Regions from separate parts of the Triticum aestivum genome. Here region 1 is linked to region 2. The links are chromatin contacts, called in public Hi-C maps. All regions are on one chromosome and are shown on one strand. Each heading gives the region's core, a stretch centred on a gene start, on an enhancer-like site or on the middle of the called end of the contact. The rest is flanking DNA. Distances are from core to core; before and after follow the strand shown.

Region 1 (2,700 bases), core at 196-2,695, 240 kb after region 2:
GGTGTCCGGGTCTTGCGTCATCACAGAAACGAAAACTGTAATTTGTGCTGCCACCCAAGATGTGTAAAGAATACCGAGATTGATTGATTACCAGGGCGGAACTCATCCTCGAGGTCATCTGCTGCGGCGCCGACAGTCAAAGGGGATTCCTCACCGGAGGGGAGCGTAGCGATGGTGCGCCGGAGGAAGAAGTCCGAGGGGCTGGTTGAGGCGGCGGCGGAGTTTGTGGATCTAAGTGACGGTCGCGACCGGGCGGTAATGGTGATATCTCCAGTGAGATCGCGGCTGCGTAAGCGAAGAGAGAAGCGGCCGGAATTGGCGGCCGTCCCAGCGAACCGTGAGAGCTTTAATGCGACGGACGCCATAGCAGGTCCGAGGAGGAGATTGTTTTTTGTTTGAGATGCTACGAGGAGATCGTTGGAGTTTGATATGGGTGAGGTGTGGCGGTTTCGGCTTGTAGGTTGTGTTTGGCTCTGCCGAATCGGGTACTGCTGGAGGCCAAATCTTCCTATTCTCATGCCTCGCTCGTAGAGCATTTTTTTAGGGCGTTACTACAAATCAGCATCCGCCTGTTCAGCCGTCCGATCAGCGTGCTAGGCCGTTTGACCACAACAACGCCACGGCAGCAGTACATCACGACAACTTCAACGATGTGGCATTGCAGCACTGTGCGGTGCTCCAACCATCACCGACGCCGTCCGACGAGCTCCACTGCAATTCCGGCCGGCTCCATTGCAGCCCCGGCGGAGCTCCAACGCGGCATCGACGCTCCGACGAAGCTCTATTGCAACTTCGGCGGAGCTCCAACGCAGCACCGACACTCCGGCGAAGCTCCATTGCAACTCCGGTCGAGCTTCATTGCAGCCCCGGCAGAGCTCCGACGCTCCGGCGAAGCTCCATTGCAACTCCGGCCGAGCTTCATTGCAGCTCCGGCAGAGCTCCGACGGCTCCGACGAAGCTGCTTTGCATCTCCGGTCGATCTTAATTGCAGCCCTGGCAGAGCTCCGACGGGCGATGGCTCCGTCGAAGCTGCTTTGCAACTCCGCCTGAACTTCACTGCAGCCGCTGATGAGCGTTGCGTTGAGAGCGCCGGCGAGCGCTCCATTGAAGCTCCGCCGCCCACGACTTGCAACTCCAGTGGCCGACGCCAAGGTTGCATCGCAGCACGGCTTCTGGGGATGAGTTGCTACGTTGCAACGCCTGCGACCGTCGAGGACGAGGGTGCGTGGCGAGCTCGCGTTGACCGCCTAGGATATGCGTGGGAGAGAGGAGGCTCCGATGTCTAGTATTCCGGCCGTGGAGGTTGCTGCATGATGGTTGGGAGAGGTACGTGGTGTGCGGTGGCTGCGGCTGCACCATCATGCAGCGGTGGTCCGGTGGGTGAGAAATCATGGAGGGGGCGCAAAAGGGGATCACGTGGGGGAGAAGAAGACTAGTGGATGGGTGAGAAACGTGTGGACAGAGCCAGACCTCGCGGAAGGATAACACCACCGATGGGAAAGCGTTGTGTGGGCCTGGTAGTGGACACGCGTCGCGCGGAAGAAGAGGTTTACGTGAGAGAGAAATAAGTTGGTTGAATTTAGTACTTTTCCATTTTTTTAACAAAACTTCCTGTATATTCATTAACTATCGAGGTAGTACAAATAATACCATAAGTAAAAAATACACCCAGATTCATAGACTACTTACCAACGACTACAAGCACTGGAGCTAGCCGAAGGCGCGCCGCCGTCTTCGTCCTACCCTCATCGGAGTCAGGCAAATCTTATTGTAGTAGACAGTAGGGAAGTCGTTGTGCTAAGCCTTCATAGGACCAGAACAGCAACCGCCGCCGATGAAGATAAGCGTAGATTGGAAGGATCCAATCTGTAGACACACGAACATAGGCGAATGAAGACAGGATCCCATGGATCCATCGAAGACAAACGACGATAGAATCCCGTGAGATCCGCCGGAGACAAACCTCCACTAGCCCTCCGAGGAGGCTAGAAACACCACCGGGACGGAACTAGGCGGGGATACCTTTATTCCATCTCCGAGAGCCGTCGTCGCCTCGCATCTCTCAGCAGGACACAAACGCTAACAAAAAAATGAAGCCTTCCTGCTGGCAAGGGCCGGGATCCACCGCACCTTCATGGCTTTAAGACCACAGGAGACGAGGCAGACCGGCGGCCACTCGTAGAGCATGTCTAACAAAACCCTAAATTTTAGCTTTTCATACGCCTTCTAAAAAATTGACTCCTCAACTCCGATAAGCTAAAAAAAGACGTGCTACGGGAGTTCGGCCGAGTTGCGAGCCATCCGATCTATAATGCATATGATCTCTTTTCTTTATTTCCCAATTGCAATAGGAACCCATATATGACTTTTTTTCCGTGAAGCTTTTTTTTGTGAGGTTGTGACAGAATCCTTTTGCAACAAGAGCTTTGTTGTAATTGTAACAGGTCCCTTCTTACGACCGTAAACATGTCTTTTTTTTGCGAGGCTGTAACATAAACCATTTGCAACAAGAGTCTGGTTACAATTGCAACATGCCCTTTGTTGCAAAAAGAACATCTTTGATTCCCGACCTTGTCCGCCGTTAGGTCGTATTCTCCGACGATGACACCTCCCTCTGTTGCCTCAACTGCGTTGCCTCCTGTGCGCAGCGCCGCCAGCCCCCACAACGTACACTCGGCCACCTCGTTGCGACCAGACCCG
Region 2 (2,700 bases), core at 62-2,561:
AAAATTTATTGCAACGTCACAAGAGTTGCAATAAAACCAGACCTTGGAAACACCATTCTGATCCTTCATTATGCGCAAGTCGACAATCTCACCACAAGTAGAAAATATCTGCTGATGAAATGGTCAGTCCAACGAGTATGTGGCGACCAGAAGAAATGAAAAAAAAACCTTTTTTTCACGAATAGATGAAAGTTAATGAATCAACTATGTGACTATTATTAATTTACAATGGAGAAAGTATACTTAAAGCTCAGCAGTCCAATAACCAATAATTGAGCAAAATTTCTAGCCATTGTAGTACTACATATTTCTGTTATTACGAGCTAGAACACGGCAATATTGCCTGCAGACAGATTTACCAAGCCACATCCAAAAAATTACAGAACCAGTTAAGCTTCTGGTAGATACAAAACATGGTTTAGGTGTGCCAATACATTTGATTTGGTTGGCATGGCTTACACAACATCCACAGTTAAAATGGGCGAGTAAACCATGCCATTAGCAGGTTTTCAGATTAACCTACAAACCAGCTGGTCACCCCCTGTTGGATTGCAGAAAACTAATAGGTGGAGATAAACAATGCGAAACGGTGGAATATATAATGCCAACAGACAGTTATTCAGCTAAAGATATGCTGTTCGGAAACATGGCATCTACAAATCACATCGGAGATGCAAGCACTTGAGGTAATAGTCTGTCCTTGCGCAGTACACCATTCCTGAATGACACCAACAAGCAACACCTCATACACAAGTGGGTGTTGACGGCTGTAGACAAAACCAACCTCTCGGAGTGTCCCCTCCGTCGCCGACCGCGGCAGCCCGCCGACGAACACCTCGGCGCCTTTCACTCGCCGGTCTGCACACATACCAGCACGTCATTCAACGACACGGCGCAAGTGCACAGCCACACCCAGAATCAGATCCCAAAATCCCAGAACAAATTCGCTCGGCTTCTCCACAACAGACTGCGCGAAACACAAATAAGCCCAGCAGCCTCACCTTGCTCGTCGTAATCCCCTTGCGACGCCGCCCTCCTGTCCTGAAATCCCCAGGAAAAAAACAAAAACAAAGTCAGAGACGAGGTCATCTCGGCAAAACCTGCACCGAACCGGGCGCCGCGCGGCGTCGAATCCGGTGGCGCCTGCGCGAAAGGATCGAGGAACGCGACGGAGATTCACGGGGACGGGGAGTGAGTTCCGAGTACCATTTTTGGTTCTTGTCTTCTTCAGCCGAGACGAGGAGGACGCAAAACAGAGTGCACGGAGCTTTTCTCCTTTCCCCTTTATATTTTCCTCGAATTATCGTTTCGCGTTTTTCTTGGAGAGAGAGACGACTGTGGCTTTATAACCAACAGGGCCCGCGCGGCCCGGCCTGTCGGAAAGCGTGCATGGTCCGGCCCGGCCTGGCAAGGTTACAGGTGTAGGCCTCCGTTCTTTTGGTTTTTCTTTTACTGCAAAGAATGAGAGATGTTTCTTTAACTTGAAAATGAGATATGTTTGTATTAATATAAAGGTTGAAGTGTAATAAAAAAGAGCAATATAAAATATTTAAACCTCATTCCTGCTATTTATACAACGGCAACAGACACAATGTATGTGCCTTGCAAAATAGTTTCGAATGGAGCCGCCATATGGCGGGCTCCATCCAACTATGAACTAATGCACGCACACCACACGTAAGTCACCCAGGTAGTTGTTAGCTGTATTTCCTTTTTATTTCTATTTTGTTTTTTTTTGGTATATGGTTAAATGAAGTCATTAATTTAAACAAAATCCAAATCAATTCCAAGATTTCAAAAAAATCAAAATAATTCTCGTAGCAAATTAAAAATGATACATGTTTCGTTTCGGGTTCAACATTTCCATATTTAATAAATATTCATTGTAGTGACTCTTTAGTGTTCCACACAGGATTGCGATGCAATTCATAGATATTCACACATAAAAATAAAAATGGTCATATTTCAATCATTTCAGAACCTTTCCAAAGCCATTTTCATGGATATTTTCATTGTTTCAGTTATCAAAAACATTTCATAGACATTTCACACAATTTTCAATTGTTTGAAAATAGTTTACATTCACACATGTTTTAGTTATTCCAGACATATGTCAACCAATTTCAATTTTATCAATCAATTTCAAAAGGCATTCCACACGCATTTTCACAATTATTTCGATTTTTCAAACATGCTTCAATTGTATGATGAATTTCAAAAGTATTTCACACATGATTTAATGACAATTTCTTCAAACATTTTTTCATTATATCATCTTATTTAAATAATATTTCTCCCTCGGTTTAACAAGAATTCCAATTTTTCATATTTTTGTCATATTTAAAAAAAATATGTGTTCTTGAAAAATATTTTAAACTTCTTGAAGTCTTTAGAAAAAATCTTTTTCTGGAAAATATTTTTATATTCATTGGTATAATGTATTATTTTGAGTATTTTGCAAATCTCTTCTCTATATTACTACTTAAAAAGAACGTAAGGTTCCCGTTTCACTTTTCTTCCTACCGTCTCTTCGTCCAACCTTCCATGTATATGATAATCAATCACCTTAATTTACTTACCTTCTGAACCAATTCCACTTTAATCTACTTACCAAATTTCTAATCAAAATATAAGGTAATTCATGGTCAAAATTTGATGAACATTTATTTACATAATCGCATTATTATTGACAGATAAATC

Evidence for each region. Hi-C and Micro-C count contacts between places; a contact is called where the count stands out from the background.
Region 1: a Hi-C map of leaf shows a contact between it and region 2, with 4 times the contacts expected there. The contact joins the promoter of LOC123119659 here to the promoter of LOC123119658 in region 2. A contact is called at or near these places in 2 of 5 Hi-C or Micro-C datasets (both in leaf).

What each region holds. Positions count from the first base shown.
Region 1 is chr5D:96,310,477-96,313,176 of IWGSC CS RefSeq v2.1, forward strand. LOC123119659 reads right to left here and starts at 1,446. Exons shown (of 2, transcript XM_044539541.1): 1 at 92-1,446; 2 at 1-11. The coding sequence starts at 536.
Region 2 is chr5D:96,072,695-96,075,394 of IWGSC CS RefSeq v2.1, forward strand. It overlaps LOC123119658, which reads right to left and starts at 1,312. Exons shown (of 18, transcript XM_044539539.1): 1 at 1,207-1,312; 2 at 1,002-1,041; 3 at 785-858; 4 at 43-108. The coding sequence starts at 1,209.